Regions from separate parts of the Macaca mulatta genome. Here region 2 is linked to region 1. Evidence: chromatin contacts called from public Hi-C data. All regions are on one chromosome and are shown on one strand. The core of a region is the stretch at or near the end of the contact, and the rest is flanking DNA. Distances in the headings are between cores, read along the strand shown. Region 1 holds the start of GTSE1 (G2 and S-phase expressed 1). Region 2 holds the start of CDPF1 (cysteine rich DPF motif domain containing 1).

Region 1 (6,449 bases), core at 2,512-5,011:
GGATCACTTGAGGTCAGGAGTTCGAGACCATCCTGACCAACATAGTGAAATGCCGTCTCTACTAAAAATACAAAAATTAGTCACGCGTGGTGGCACATGCCTGTAATCTCAGCTACTCGGGAGGCTGAGGCAGGAGAATCACTTGAACCCAGGAGACAGAGGTTGCAGTGAGCCAAGATCGTGCCACTGCACTCCAGCCTGGTGACAGAACGAGACTCCATCTCAAAAAAAAAAAAAAAAAAATTCTGGGTGCAGTGGCTCACGCCTGTAATCCCAGCACTTTGGGAGGCCCAGGTGGGTGGATCACAAGGTCAGGAGATCAAGACCATCCTGGCTAACATGGTGAAATCCCATCTCTACTAAAAATACAAAAAAAAATTAGCCGGGTGTGGTGGCGGGTGCCTGTAGTCCCAGGTACTTGGGAGGCTGAGGCAGGAGAATCGCTTGAATCCAAGAGGTGGAGGTTGTAGTAAGCCAAGATGGCGCCATTGCACTTCTGCCTGGCCGACAGTGAGACTGTCTCAAAAAAAAAAAAAAAAAAAGAAAGAAAGAAAAAAAAGAGAAGAGCTTTATAATCTAACTTGTGTTTTAAAAAGGTAACGTTTCTGTATAGAAAGTGTATCTGAAAGGAAGCATTACAAATGAACATACTAGCCAATGGGAATCATATATAAGTAGGAGCGGGTGAGACAGCATGGCTGAGACCCAGAGAGCAGCATCTGGATGTAGATGGAGAGTCTGTAGACAGATCCAGGATATATTCTGAAGGTGGAGATGATGGTAGCTGGTGATGGCATGAATGTAGGAGGTTCTCAGTTTGGACAGCTGGGTGAAATGGAGAAATAAAATAGGTAAGAACAGGGCGTGTGGATGCAGACGGGGTATGCCGAGTTTGAGATGAGACGTGTGTGTGAAGACACCAAATAGGCAGGTGAATATATAAGCCCAGAGCTCAGAGGAGAGGCTGCGCTCAACACAAAACTTGGGCGCCACAGACAGCAGATGTGCTGTGCAGCCATGGGAATGCTGAGGTCGAAAGCACAAAGCTGTCCCAGAGCAGGTCTTGGGGAAATCAGCCTCAGAAGATGGCAGAGGAGGAGGAGCCCACACAGAGACGAGATACGCCAGCCAGAGAGGCAGGAGGAAAACCAAGAGCGCCTTGGACTCCAAGCAAGGGAAGTTTCCATAAGGACGAATGTTACTGAAAAGCTGACTGAAGATAGAAAAATGACAAGAGATTTGGCAATGTGAAAGTCGTCAGCGACTGATGAAAGCAGCTTGAATGGAGTGGTAAGGATGGAAGCCGGAACAGGAGGGATTGAGAGGTGGAAAAAAATGGCAGAACAAAAGTGAGAAAGCTCTCGAAGTTTGGCTTGGAAGGAGAAACACAGCAATGGAGAGCTAACGGAGGACACGTGGCAACAAGTGAGACAAGGGAACATATCTGTATGTGGATGAGCATGATCCAGTGGACAGGGGAAAAGTAAGGAAATGAAGCCAGGTCAACGGAAGTGGGGAAGGCCTCAAGAAGGAGCAGGGGGTGCAGTATGCATGTGGAAGGGACATATTTGAAAGGAAGGGCACATGACAGGAAGGAGGAGAGGGGTGCATAGGCAAGCGCCTTTCTAGACATGAAGAAGATGCAACATTGATTTGTAAAGTCTCCTTTATCTTGTAAAGTATCCTTTAAAGTTCCTGCAAAATGGAGGCATTGAGGATGCTTGGGGCCAGGAGCGGTGGTTCACCCCTGTAATCCCAGTACTTTGCAAGGCCCAGGAAGGTGGATCAGGAGTTTGAGACCAGCCTGGCCAATATGGTAAAACCCCATCTCTACTAAAAAAACAAAAATCAGACAGGCATGGTGGCGGGTGCCTGTAATTCCAGCTACTCCGGAGGCTGAGGCAGGAGAATCACTTGAACCTGAGAGGCAGAGGATGCAGTGAGCCAAGATCATGCCATTGCACTCCAGCCTGGTAGGCAGCATGAGACTCAGTCTCAAAAAGAAAGGATCCCTGGGTAGTGTGAGAACCGAAGGATAAAGCGATGTCAAAATGCTTTGTGAGGCTGGGTGAGGTGGCTCACACCTATAATCCTAGCACTTTGGGAGGCTGAGGCAGGCAGATTGCCTGAGCTCAGGAATTCAAGACCAGCCTGGGCAACATGGCAAAACCCCGTCTCTGCTAAAATTACAAAAACTAGCCAGGTGTGGCAGCGGGTACCTGTAATCCTAGTTACTAGGGAGGCCGAGGGAGGAGAATCCCTTCAACTCAGGAGGCAGAGGTTGTAGTGAGTACAGATCACGCCTTTGCACTCCAGCCTGGGTGACAGAGCGAAAACTCCGTCAATAAATAAATAAATACATAAAAACGCTTTCAGAAGCCGGGCGCGGTGGCTCAAGCCTGTAATCCCAGCACTTTGGGAGGCCGAGATGGGCGGATCACGAGGTCAGGAGATCGAGACCATCCTGGCTAACACGGTGAAACCCCATCTCTACTAAAAAATACAAAAAACTAGCTAGCTGGGTGTGGTGGCAGGCGCCTGTAGTCCCAGCTACTCCGGAGGCTGAGGCAGGAGAATGGCGTAAACCCGGGAGGCGGAGCTTGCAGTGAGCTGAGATCCGGCCACTGCACTCCAGCCTGGGCGACAGAGCGAGACTCAGTCTCAAAAACAAAAACAAAAACAAAAAAACTCTTTCAGAGAAAAAGAGGGTGTGGCCTGTAACTCATTCTGTGAAGCCGTACCCTCACCTTGATACCCAAACCGGACAAACACACAAGAAGAAAGGAGTTTTGGGCCAGGCTCACTCATTAACATGGTCTCAAAGATCCTAAACAAGTCTTAGCAAACAGAAACCAGCGACAAACAAAAAAGGAAACATCGAATTCAATACAATAAACATTTGAGCGCCCACAAAGTGTCAGGTACTGTTCAGGGCATGGGGGCACTGCGCTAAATAAAACTGATGAGAATCCTGGCTGTGATGAAACTTAAAATGGGGAGGAGGTGAAAGAAAACCAGAAAATAAAAGCAAATGTCATGTGTCTCACAGGTGCAGAGTGAGTACAGACGAGCACTTGAGAAAGAAAGAATGTCTCAAGGAAACATTAAATCAACCTCCATCGCTACTGAACGTCCTGAACAACAACAGCGTTGCAGCAGCTAGGACTTGCCTTCCTTCTTAGGGTTATCCATGTTCGCATCCCCTGCCCGGCAGGCTGAAGGCTCATCACGGCCGCCGCCTCCTTCCATGGAGAGAGTTGTCAGAAGTCACTGCAGGGTGGAACGGGGCCAGAAGGTGAGTGCATGTCAGGGCCCAGAGCTCCTGGTTCCTTCAGCCCTCGGCATACAGGGGCAGAGAGAGCTGAAGGCCGCGGCCAGGTCTGGAAGAGGCGGCGCGGAGGCCGCTCTGAAATGATCGCATCCCAGGGGACCCCAGGGGTCGGGTGCTGCCAGGCCGGGAGTCAGCCCGAACGCTATCGGACGAGATAACGGAATTCTCGGCTCGTGGGCCAGAGTGCTGAGGGCTCTGGTTGCCTGGGGGGCAGCCCTGGACCTCCTGGCATCCCCGACCACAGCGCGAGGGGCCCCGGTGACCCCTGCTCGAGCCCAGGCCCGGCTCCTGGCGGCGCGCGGCCCCTACCCGTCCAGGGAACAGCGGGCACCGCGCCGCACCTGGCCCACCGCGAAAGCCTCGCCCCCGACTCTGACCCCACCTTACCCAAAGCGGCCGATGCAGGACGCGCCTCCGGCACGGATTTAAACGCGGCGCCGGGCGACGCGGGCTGCCGATTGGTCGGTTTGAAAAGGGCTCCGAGAGGCGGCGGGCCCGGTGCATCCTGGGTATTGTAGTCGGGACGCTGGTAAGAAGCGTCCAGGGCGCATGCGCACTACTCCAGCACAGCGATTGGCTCCGCACGGCACCAGGGCGCATCCACACGGAAGTCTGCCCGGCCTGGCCGCTACGTGTCACCTAGCTATCCGCGTCAAGCCGGAACCATATATAGCAGTTCCTTGTGTGTAGGGAGAAAGTTAAAACTGCCACCTAAGGGTTTCCATGGGAAGACTAAAAGTAGGCTCACCCACCTGCTGTGAAGCAGCGCGCGCCAGCTGTTACTAACAAGTAATGAAAAGGCGGGGTCCCTGCCCGAGGCGCGCACAGGGGCGCCGGCTGACCCAGCGACCAGAGGGAGACTCATGGCCGGAGCTGCACAGCCTGTGGGGCCGGAGGGGAACCGTCGCCCTTGGCGGGCTTCCCCAACTGCCACGGCCTGAGGACGGCCGAGAACCTGACGGGAGCCTGTCCTGGGTTTTACAGGCCGGTTGGGGAGCTGCGCTGGAGGAGAGAGCCAGGGGCTGGGGCCCGGTGATGGAGCCTGCCTTGGGGAATCCATGTGTTGGAGAGGATGGGAAGCAGATAGGATAACCCTGACCTGAGCCATGGAGACGCAAGGACAGGACTGGTAGACGGGTCAGTGGGCAGCAACTTAAGGCTGACCTCACTTGAGCCTTTGCCTGCGAACGAAGTATAATACCCACCTCGGGGGCTTGAGGATCAAATGAGGGGCTCCACCCACGGCAAAGTGTCACTAAGCGGGAGCTCTGATTATCCATGACTGATGGATGGAGGAGGATGCAGGAAGAGGAGCCTGGGAGGACCCGCTCTGGAAAGGATGGAAATCGAGAGCACCATTCTCAGGGACGAAGATAAGCTGTTTACTTGGGGCAGGCTGCGGGGAGAGCTGTCCAGCAAGCAGCCACGGTGGGGGGGGGGGCGTGGGGGACCCAAGGTAGAGGCCTTCCAGGCTGGCTGAGGCCACCTCTGGGTCCCATGTCCCTGGTTTTGCATCATCCACACCAATCACTCCATGTTGCTGTGTTCATTCACTAGAAGACTGTGGGCTCATAAAGGGCAGGGCAGCCCTCACTCACCAGTCTCCCCAGCCTCACCCAGCCCAGCACAGGGCACCAGGCAGGGACAGAGTGCTGGGGTAGGTGGGTGTGGTCAAACAGCTTGGAAAGAGTTTGGCCTGCTCATTGCATTCCCCTCAGCTCATCCTGGGGATGTCTGCTGGGAGAATGGCAGAGGGATCCCCAATATTCATTCCTGATACTCCTCTCCCTGTATCATATCAACATATAGTAGGTGTGGCCTATCTATGGCAGATTCATTTCTGCCCCTGATAGGATTTGCTGTAGTTTGGATGTGTGTCCCCTCCAAATCTCATGTTGAAATGTGATCCCAATGTTGGAAGTGGGGCCTGGTGGGAAGTAATTGGGTCGTGAGGGCAGATCCCTTACGAATGGTTTAGCACCATCCCCTTGGTGATGAGTTCTTGCTTAGTTCACACAAGATCTGGTTATTTAAGAGTCCAAGACCTCCCCTTCTCTCTCTCACTCCTGCTCTCACTATGTGATACACTGGCTCCCTGTCACCCTATGTCATGATCTTAAGCTTCCTGAGGTTAGACCAGAAGCAGATGCCAGCACCATGCTTCCTGAAAAGCCCATGGAACTGTGAGCCAATTAAACCTCTTTATAAATTACCTAGCCTCAGGCATTTCTCCATAGCAATGCAAGAAGGCCGAATACAGAGTTGACTTCATTTATTTATGCATTCATTCACCAACTTTCACTGACAGCTACTCACTGCAGGCCCTGTGCCAGGTGATGGATGCTGTCCCTGACCTGGAGAGGTCACAGCAGGGGTGCAATAGCAAGGACACATGCCAAGGGCTGAGGGGCACAGAGGCAGCACCCTCACCAGCCTGCAGTGGGGGTTGGGGGGTAGAAGGCTTCCTGGAGGAGGGACCAGGGTTCCCAATTGCACAGCTAAGTCATGTCTTGCTTGGAACCAGGAGAGGGGAGGGAGGCTCCCCTTAGGACATGTCCCTAGTTCCTGGGTAGAGAAGGCGACTCTCTGGAAGTCCTACTATAATTACCCATTTTCTTGACTAGATGCCCCACCTACTTTTTTTTTCCCCCTTGAGATGGGAGTCTGGCTCTGTTGCCCAGACTGCAGTGCAATGGCATGATCTTGGCTCACTGCAATCGCTGCCTCCCAGGTTCAAGCAATTCTCCTGCCTCAGCCTCCCAAGCAGCTGGGATTAGATGTGCGCCACCATGCTCAGCTAATTTTTGTATTTTTAGTAGAAACAGGGTTTCACCATGTTGGCCAGGCTGGTCTCGAACTCCTGACATCAGGGGATCCACTCGCCTCGGCCTCCCAAAGTGCTGGGATTACAGGTGTGAGCCACTGCGCCTGGCCTGGCCTGCCCCGCCCCACCTACCTTAAGTTCAGGGAGAAGCCACCTCTCCAGGACCCAGCCCCAGGCCTGCACCATAGATGCTCAAAGACTTGAAGGAACTGATTAATAATTCATTTTAACCACAGAAATTTGCCTAGGCTTGAGCACACTGTGGGGACTCAATAGATTTGGAGGCCTCCTCTC
Region 2 (6,449 bases), core at 2,561-5,060, 54 kb after region 1:
ATGGTGGTGGGCGCCTGTAGTCACAGGTACTCAAGAGACTGAGGTAGGAGAATCACCTGAACCCAGGAGACAGAGGTTGCAGTGAGCCGAGATCTCGCCACTGCACTCCAGACTGGGCAACAGGGCGAGACTCTATCTCAAAACAAACAACAAAAAAGGAGGTCAGATGGGGATTTTCTAACTTCCCTGGTGGGAAGGCCATGGGAGTGGCCTGGCCCACACTGGCCCACTGCTTCCGACTGGGGCACATGTTCTTGAGATAGTGCCTCTCTTAACCACCTGACTTCTGAATGGATTGAGAAAAAGGGTCAGCAGGTGTCCACATGATTACTTTTTACTGATAGAGGCTGGTTGCAGTCGGGTCAAATGCACTTGCCCACTGAACTACAGAATGAGGGAGCTCGAGACCCAGTTTTTTCTGGGTTTAAAGTTTAAAGTTTTTTCTAATTGTAATAACTGGACAGCTCAAATACAAAATTAACTGTTTTCTGCCAAAGACCACGATTTGCTCTTTGAATGCTGCCCACTATTTCACTTAACTCTTCTAATGCATCTAATGTTAACCTGTCTAACATAAGTCAAATTGCTTTAACGGCACTTATGGGGTAGTTACCATCATTGTATCTGAGGGTAGTCACAGGTCAAATTCAAAATGCTTCAAGATGTTCCTAGAAACCAAAACAAAAACAACCTAGTATGTCACCTTTGAAACGATCCAACGAATCGAATGCCATTGCACTAAGCACAGTGGAGGTCATCGAAATCCAGCTGCTTGCTAATTGCTTGCTAATTCCTGGGGCCCCTCTTGCCCAGGTCTAAGAGTGGTTCTGGTTTCCATTACTGCTAAAATGCCTTCTACATCCTTACTTCGCAATTCGCCAAAGGAGCAAGTCCCAGACCCCAGCCTGCTGCAACTTGGCAGCGTTCCTACAAGTGTGTCTTGACAAGCCAAGAATAAATTCTGGTCTCTCAGGAACAGAGACGAAGCACCCCTCGACATAGGGAAAGGTCACAGAGGGCCCTGTAACGCAACAGCATGTGAAAGGCTGCGGGCTGCTGGCACAGGCAGACCTCCCGCGTGGAGCAAAACCCTCAAATCTTTGGGGGAAGGAGGGCGGCCACCCTGTCGTCCCCAAAGCACAGGTGAAGGCCCGCTGCAGCGGGGGCGAGGGACTCCAGCTGGGAGGACTGGGGCTCACAGGCAAAGCCAGCCCGGTTTCAGAGTCCGGGCCCCTGGCCCCAGGGAAAGGTGCCTCTCACACACCGGAGGCTCCAGGAGTAGGGCGGGCATTTTGGGTCTAGGGCACGGTGTGTCAGAGGCCACGGGCGGGAACAGAGGCAAGCAGGTGTGCCTGGTGCCTGGGGGCGAGGGGCAGCAGAGAGGCCCGGGAGGCTAAAGGAGAACGCGGCGCAGACCCGAGGGGCGCCGCAGGCCACGTGGGCTTTGGAGGAGCAAGGATAGGTCCTGAGACCCCGGTTTGGCCGACACATCCCCTCCTGCGTACGGGGGCAGACGTCCCGTGGGATAGACGGGCAGCCTAGCCCGCAGCGCCGGAGAGCGGGTGGGAGACTGGAGGCGCCCTCGCGCCCCTCAGCTATCCGGGGGCCTCGCGCCGGCGACCTCGACCCTGTCGAACCCGGTGGAACACTCAGAAAGAAGCTGAGCGCCTCGCAGCGGCCAGGACAGCAGGCCAGGCCTGCGCGCTCCCGCAGCGCACGGCCAGACGCGATGGCCCTCAGCACGGAGCCCAGCCCCGCAGACGGCCTCGAAACTTAGAGCCAGAAACAGCGCAGGGGACCGCCCTACCAGAAAAGCAAGGCGGAGGCGGAAAACCACCTCGAGGTCCTGCCTGCCGCTCCGCGCCTGCGTCTGCGTCTACGACTGCACCGGGGTTGGTCGGGCCGCCGTGGGGTGGGGCCGCGCAGGCGCGTTGGACGCGAAGCCGTGCGGCGCTGGCGGTGGTGAGTTCCAGGAGGCGGCCTGGGGGGGGCGAGCGCGCTGTGGGTCGGCTCTGCGCTGCTTCAGGGCGCCTCCCGCTCGCCGGGACTGAGTTCCGCGCCGGCGTGGCCTGCTGGGTTCTAAGCGCCAGGGGTCGGCTCTGCAGCTCTTAGCTTTGGGGACGGCACCGAGGAGCGGGGTGTGGGCCTCGCGGAACTGTCCCCCCTGACCTCAGGCAGCGCTGGGGCGAGAGAGGGCACGCGGAGGCTCGCGGGGACCAGCAGCAACCCCCGGACCAACTCAGCCGTCCCTGCTCACAGGCGCCGCCCTCAGGAGCCTCGGCCGGGGCTTAGGACGCCCCGGTGTGCAGAAGAGAAGCGGGATCAGGTTCACGCACACCCGCGACGGGATCGTAACTTTTGTTTTGTTTTGTTTTGAGACAGAGTCTCACTCTGTCGCCCGGGCTGGAATGCAGTGGCGCGATCTCGGCTCACCGCAGCCGAGAAGGAGTTTCGCTCTGTAGTCCAGCTGGAGTTCAGTGGCACAATCTCTGCTCACTGTAACTTCCGCCTCCTGGGTTCAGGTGATACCCCTGCCTCAGCTTCCTAAGTAGCTGGGATTGCAGGCGCCCACCACTATGCTCGGCTAATTTTTGTACTTCTAGTAGAGATGGGGTTTCACCATTCTGGCCAGGTTGATCTCGAACTCCTGACCTTAGGTAATCCGCCCGCCTCTGCCTCCCAGAGTGCTGGGATTACAGGCATGAGCAACCGCGCCTGGGAAGATTGTAACTTTTTTTTTTTTTTTTTTTTTTTTTTTGAGACGGAGTCTCGCTCTGTCGCCCAGGCTGGAGTGCAGTGGCCAGATCTCAGCTCACTGCAAGCTCCGCCTCCCGGGTTCCCGCCATTCTCCTGCCTCAGCCTCCCGAGTAGCTGGGACCACAGGCGCCGCCACCTCGCCCGGCTAATTTTTTGTGTTTTTAGTAGAGACGGGGTTTCGCCGTGTTAGCCAGGATGGTCTCGATCTCCTGACCTTGTGATCCGCCCGTCTCGGCCTCCCAAAGTGCTGGGATTACAGGCTTGAGCCACCGCGCCCGGCCGAAGATTGTAACTTTTAAAGTCATTGGCAACCCATGCTTCCTGGAGTTGCATCTGGGGTCACCCAGCGGAGAATCCCATCGCATTTGATATGCCTTTATACACCACGCTCAGTTCAGGCGAGGGGAGTTCACAGCCAAGAGCTAGGGGCCAGCTGATAATGTCCTACTTGATTCCATAGTCAAGGAACTGGGTAATCAGCAAAATCGTAACTTTTGATGAACCCATCAGATGGCAGCCATTTAGCCAGAAATCTAAGGAAAGAGAGGCCTCCAAGACCCAACCATGAACATGAGAAGGGGGTTCCATACAAGCAGATAAGAAAACAGTTTTAATGAAATGCTGTATACCACGTGTGGACTAGTGTGAGGGCATAGAGCAGCTGGGAGCAGCAGAAACAGGAGAGTTTGCACCCACTCTGGCCTCTTCTCCACCAGCACTCACTGGGGGCTTGTGGTTAAGAATGGGGCAGAGCGGGAGACTAGAAAGCTTTTACTGTGGTGCAGACCTGGAGGAAGAGATGGCTGCTCTGGCTGGATGCTGTCTGGATCCTTCTCTCTAGTACAAAAACCTTAAACCACTGGAATATGGACAGCAAATCCTGTCACTCTGGGCACCGGTGAAAACCTGTTTCAGCTGGGTATAGAGAGAAGGGTACGGTGGGGAGGCAGGAAACTCCTAGGACTATATCATTAGGGTCTTCATAGCTGGGAAAGGTGCAGGATTTCTGAGAAAGCCTGTGACCCAGGGACAACCCATCTCTTGATCTTGCAGATGGCGTCCCATGCAGAGTGCCGGCCTCTGGGAGTGTTTGAGTGTGAACTCTGTGCCTTGACAGCTCCGTACAGCTATGTGGGACAGAAACCCCCCAACACGCAGTCGATGGTGTGAGTCCATGCCTTTTGGGCCAGAGCCCGGGAGGCCTGTGCCCAGTGCTGGTTGGTGGGTGCTACGCCTAGGTCTGACAACTGGCTCGGGTGTGGAGCTTTAGGCCCCAGCCTGGCCAGGCTCTGGATGCTTCCGGTGTAATCTCTGGAGGCCTGGGCAAGGCTTGGGGTCTGACTCTTCCAGAACCTTCCTCCACACCCTCGCCCAGAGTCCAACACCTGCTCTAGCTGTGGGGGAGCAGCTCAGCAGCTGGGGGACCTATGGTGGCCTCCCACTTTGGGGCTGCGCCCTTGCCGTGACACTGTAATGGGAGGCGTTTCTCCCTTGCAGACTGGACTAGAGCCAGTGGGTCCAGGGGCTTATCTCTTGACCTCCAGCTTGTCCTTCATCAAATGCCACTTTGTTGGAAAGCCGGCCAGTGTGTTACTCACATGGGATGCAGTGGGGCGGCGGGGAGCATGGCTTTTTCCTTCTGGCTGTGGTCCCTCTGCTGACCAGGAGCCTGAGTGTCATCATGTCACCCTGTGGTCTCATTGTGATGTGTAGCGTGAGGCCAGCTGGCTGCCAGCGGCTGTGAGGGTGTGGCTTGGGGGTAGGGAGGCCTGGGGTATTCAGATGGCGGCCTTGTGCCCGCACCCCAGTGAACCAGTCAGGGTCTGGGGACCCACGTTGCAGCAGCCCTGCTTTTGGCTGAAAACAAGGGGTTCTCTCTACCATAGCTGTTACAGAGGTGAGAGCAGGTTCAATTTCAATGCCAGTGTGGCCCCCAATTGCTGATCCTTTCTGTCACTGCCCTGCAGCACGGGTGGCCTAGTCTCCTGCCCTGATGAGCCCACGCAGGTGTACAGGCCCTGCGGAGGTCCAGGCGGCTGCTGCCCGGCCATAGCTCATGGCTGATTTTCCGACAGCAGAGATTTGGGTTGTTCTGACGCTGGCATCACTCTCCTGCAGCCTCCTGGAGGAAAGCTATGTCATGAAGGATCCCTTCACCTCCCACAAGGACAGATTCGTGGTCCTCGGCTCGCGCTGCAGTTTGTGCAGCAGGCTGGTGTGTGTGGGCCCGGTAGGTAAGCAGCGTGGGCTGGGGCCGCCTGTCCTTGCTGTGGTTATCCTGGAGCTCTCACTGGGTAGGGAGGACTGAGAGGGAGGGACCAGCTGGTTCACCCCATTATAGATGGGGCCCCCCAGCTGATGAAAGGGAGAGGTGAGAGGGCAAGCTAGGGTCAGTTAGAGGGTTTCAGCCTGGTGTAGGAATGGAAGTCGGTTCTTGGTGGCTCTGCACCCACCCCAGTGGCCCCTCAGGGTTCCTCTCCTTCCCACCAACCGTGCAGACAGTCCTTGTGCTCCCTCTCACCAGGATGGTGACTTACTTTCTAGATGTTCTTGGAGGGATCTCCCAGGAGAAGGGACTGTCCTTTCTTGAGCACTTGTTGTGTGCCAGGTCCTGTGCTTGGGACCTGTTTTCCTGCGGAGGCTTCATTCAGTCCTGCCCCTAACTTAGTTAGGTAAAGCAGTATTATATTCCACCCATTTTATAGATGAGGGAACTGAGCTTCAGAGAGGCTGGGTGGGCCAGGTTCACCTGGGTAGCTGAAAACCCAAGGACGGATGGAAGTGGAGCAGTGTGGCTTTTCCAGCGTGACCAGTGTACTCAGAGTGACCCTGGAGTCTGAGAAGTCCCTGAGCATCTGCCACAGAGCGACACGCACAAAGGGGAGCTGTATCAACAGCCAGGGGGACGAGATGGGCCAGGGTGGGAGGAACCTCCGCAGTGTGGCATGGGAGTATCTGAGGCTTATGGAGGAGCTGGCAGTCCAGGAGAAGCTGGGAAAGGAAGACTGCAGAGGTGTGTGGGCCAGGTGAGGAGGTGGAGGTCTTGAATGCAACACCTTGGCCTTGGGCTGCTCTTCGTGAGCAGCGGGGTGGCGGGGTGGGGGGCCCACGCAGGTACCACGAGTCTGCAGCTTTCTTTGTTAAAACAGTAAGTTGTTAGTGAGCGATCTGCATGGCAAAGGGTCTTTTCTAAGAACTGCAGGAGGGCAGCCTTATGTTTGCGAGCACACTAAGCTTTAAGAACAGACAGACACCAAAAATAAGAGTGGCCTAAGTAAAGCAAATAGTTATTGACTCATTTTCTCCCTTATAATGGTGGCCTTGGCTGGAAGGGCACCCCTGTTGTCTTCAGCAGAGTCTCCATTTGGGTCCCTTTTGGCTGTGGCAGCTCCCACCATTGTATCTGCATCCCAGGCAGCAGGAAGAGATGTGAGAGCACAGTCCATTCCTTCAAAGGGCATGAGCAGGAGGTGGCACACACAGTTGCTGACACCCCGAGCAGCCTGACTCACATGCCCAGTTACAGAGGGGGCTGGGGAATGTCATCCTTAGCCATGTGCTGTGCACCGTGATGAATCTCGGGAGTTCTAGTGTGTAAGAGAGAGGAGAGAGGACATGGCTGGACAGTTCTGGCCTCCTGCCCAGACTAGCTGGTTCGTCCATGGCCTCTTTGGTCTGTGGGGCTGTCCTTC

The links. A called contact is a pair of places that touch in the nucleus more often than the background predicts.
Region 2: a contact with region 1 is called in a Hi-C map of cortical neurons, with 2.6 times the contacts expected there. The contact joins the promoter of CDPF1 here to the promoter of GTSE1 in region 1. A contact is called at or near these places in 2 of 14 Hi-C or Micro-C datasets (cortical neurons and liver).

The regions. Positions count from the first base shown.
Region 1 is chr10:5,175,121-5,181,569 of T2T-MMU8v2.0, forward strand. GTSE1 (G2 and S-phase expressed 1) reads right to left here and starts at 3,762. Exons shown (of 12, transcript XM_001110798.5): 1 at 3,719-3,762; 2 at 3,171-3,270. The coding sequence starts at 3,249. TTC38 (tetratricopeptide repeat domain 38) reads right to left here. Exons shown (of 15, transcript XR_003719826.2): 15 at 3,924-4,661.
Region 2 is chr10:5,228,886-5,235,334 of T2T-MMU8v2.0, forward strand. It overlaps CDPF1 (cysteine rich DPF motif domain containing 1), which reads left to right and starts at 3,811. Exons shown (of 3, transcript NM_001194500.2): 1 at 3,811-3,923; 2 at 4,876-4,987. The coding sequence starts at 3,811.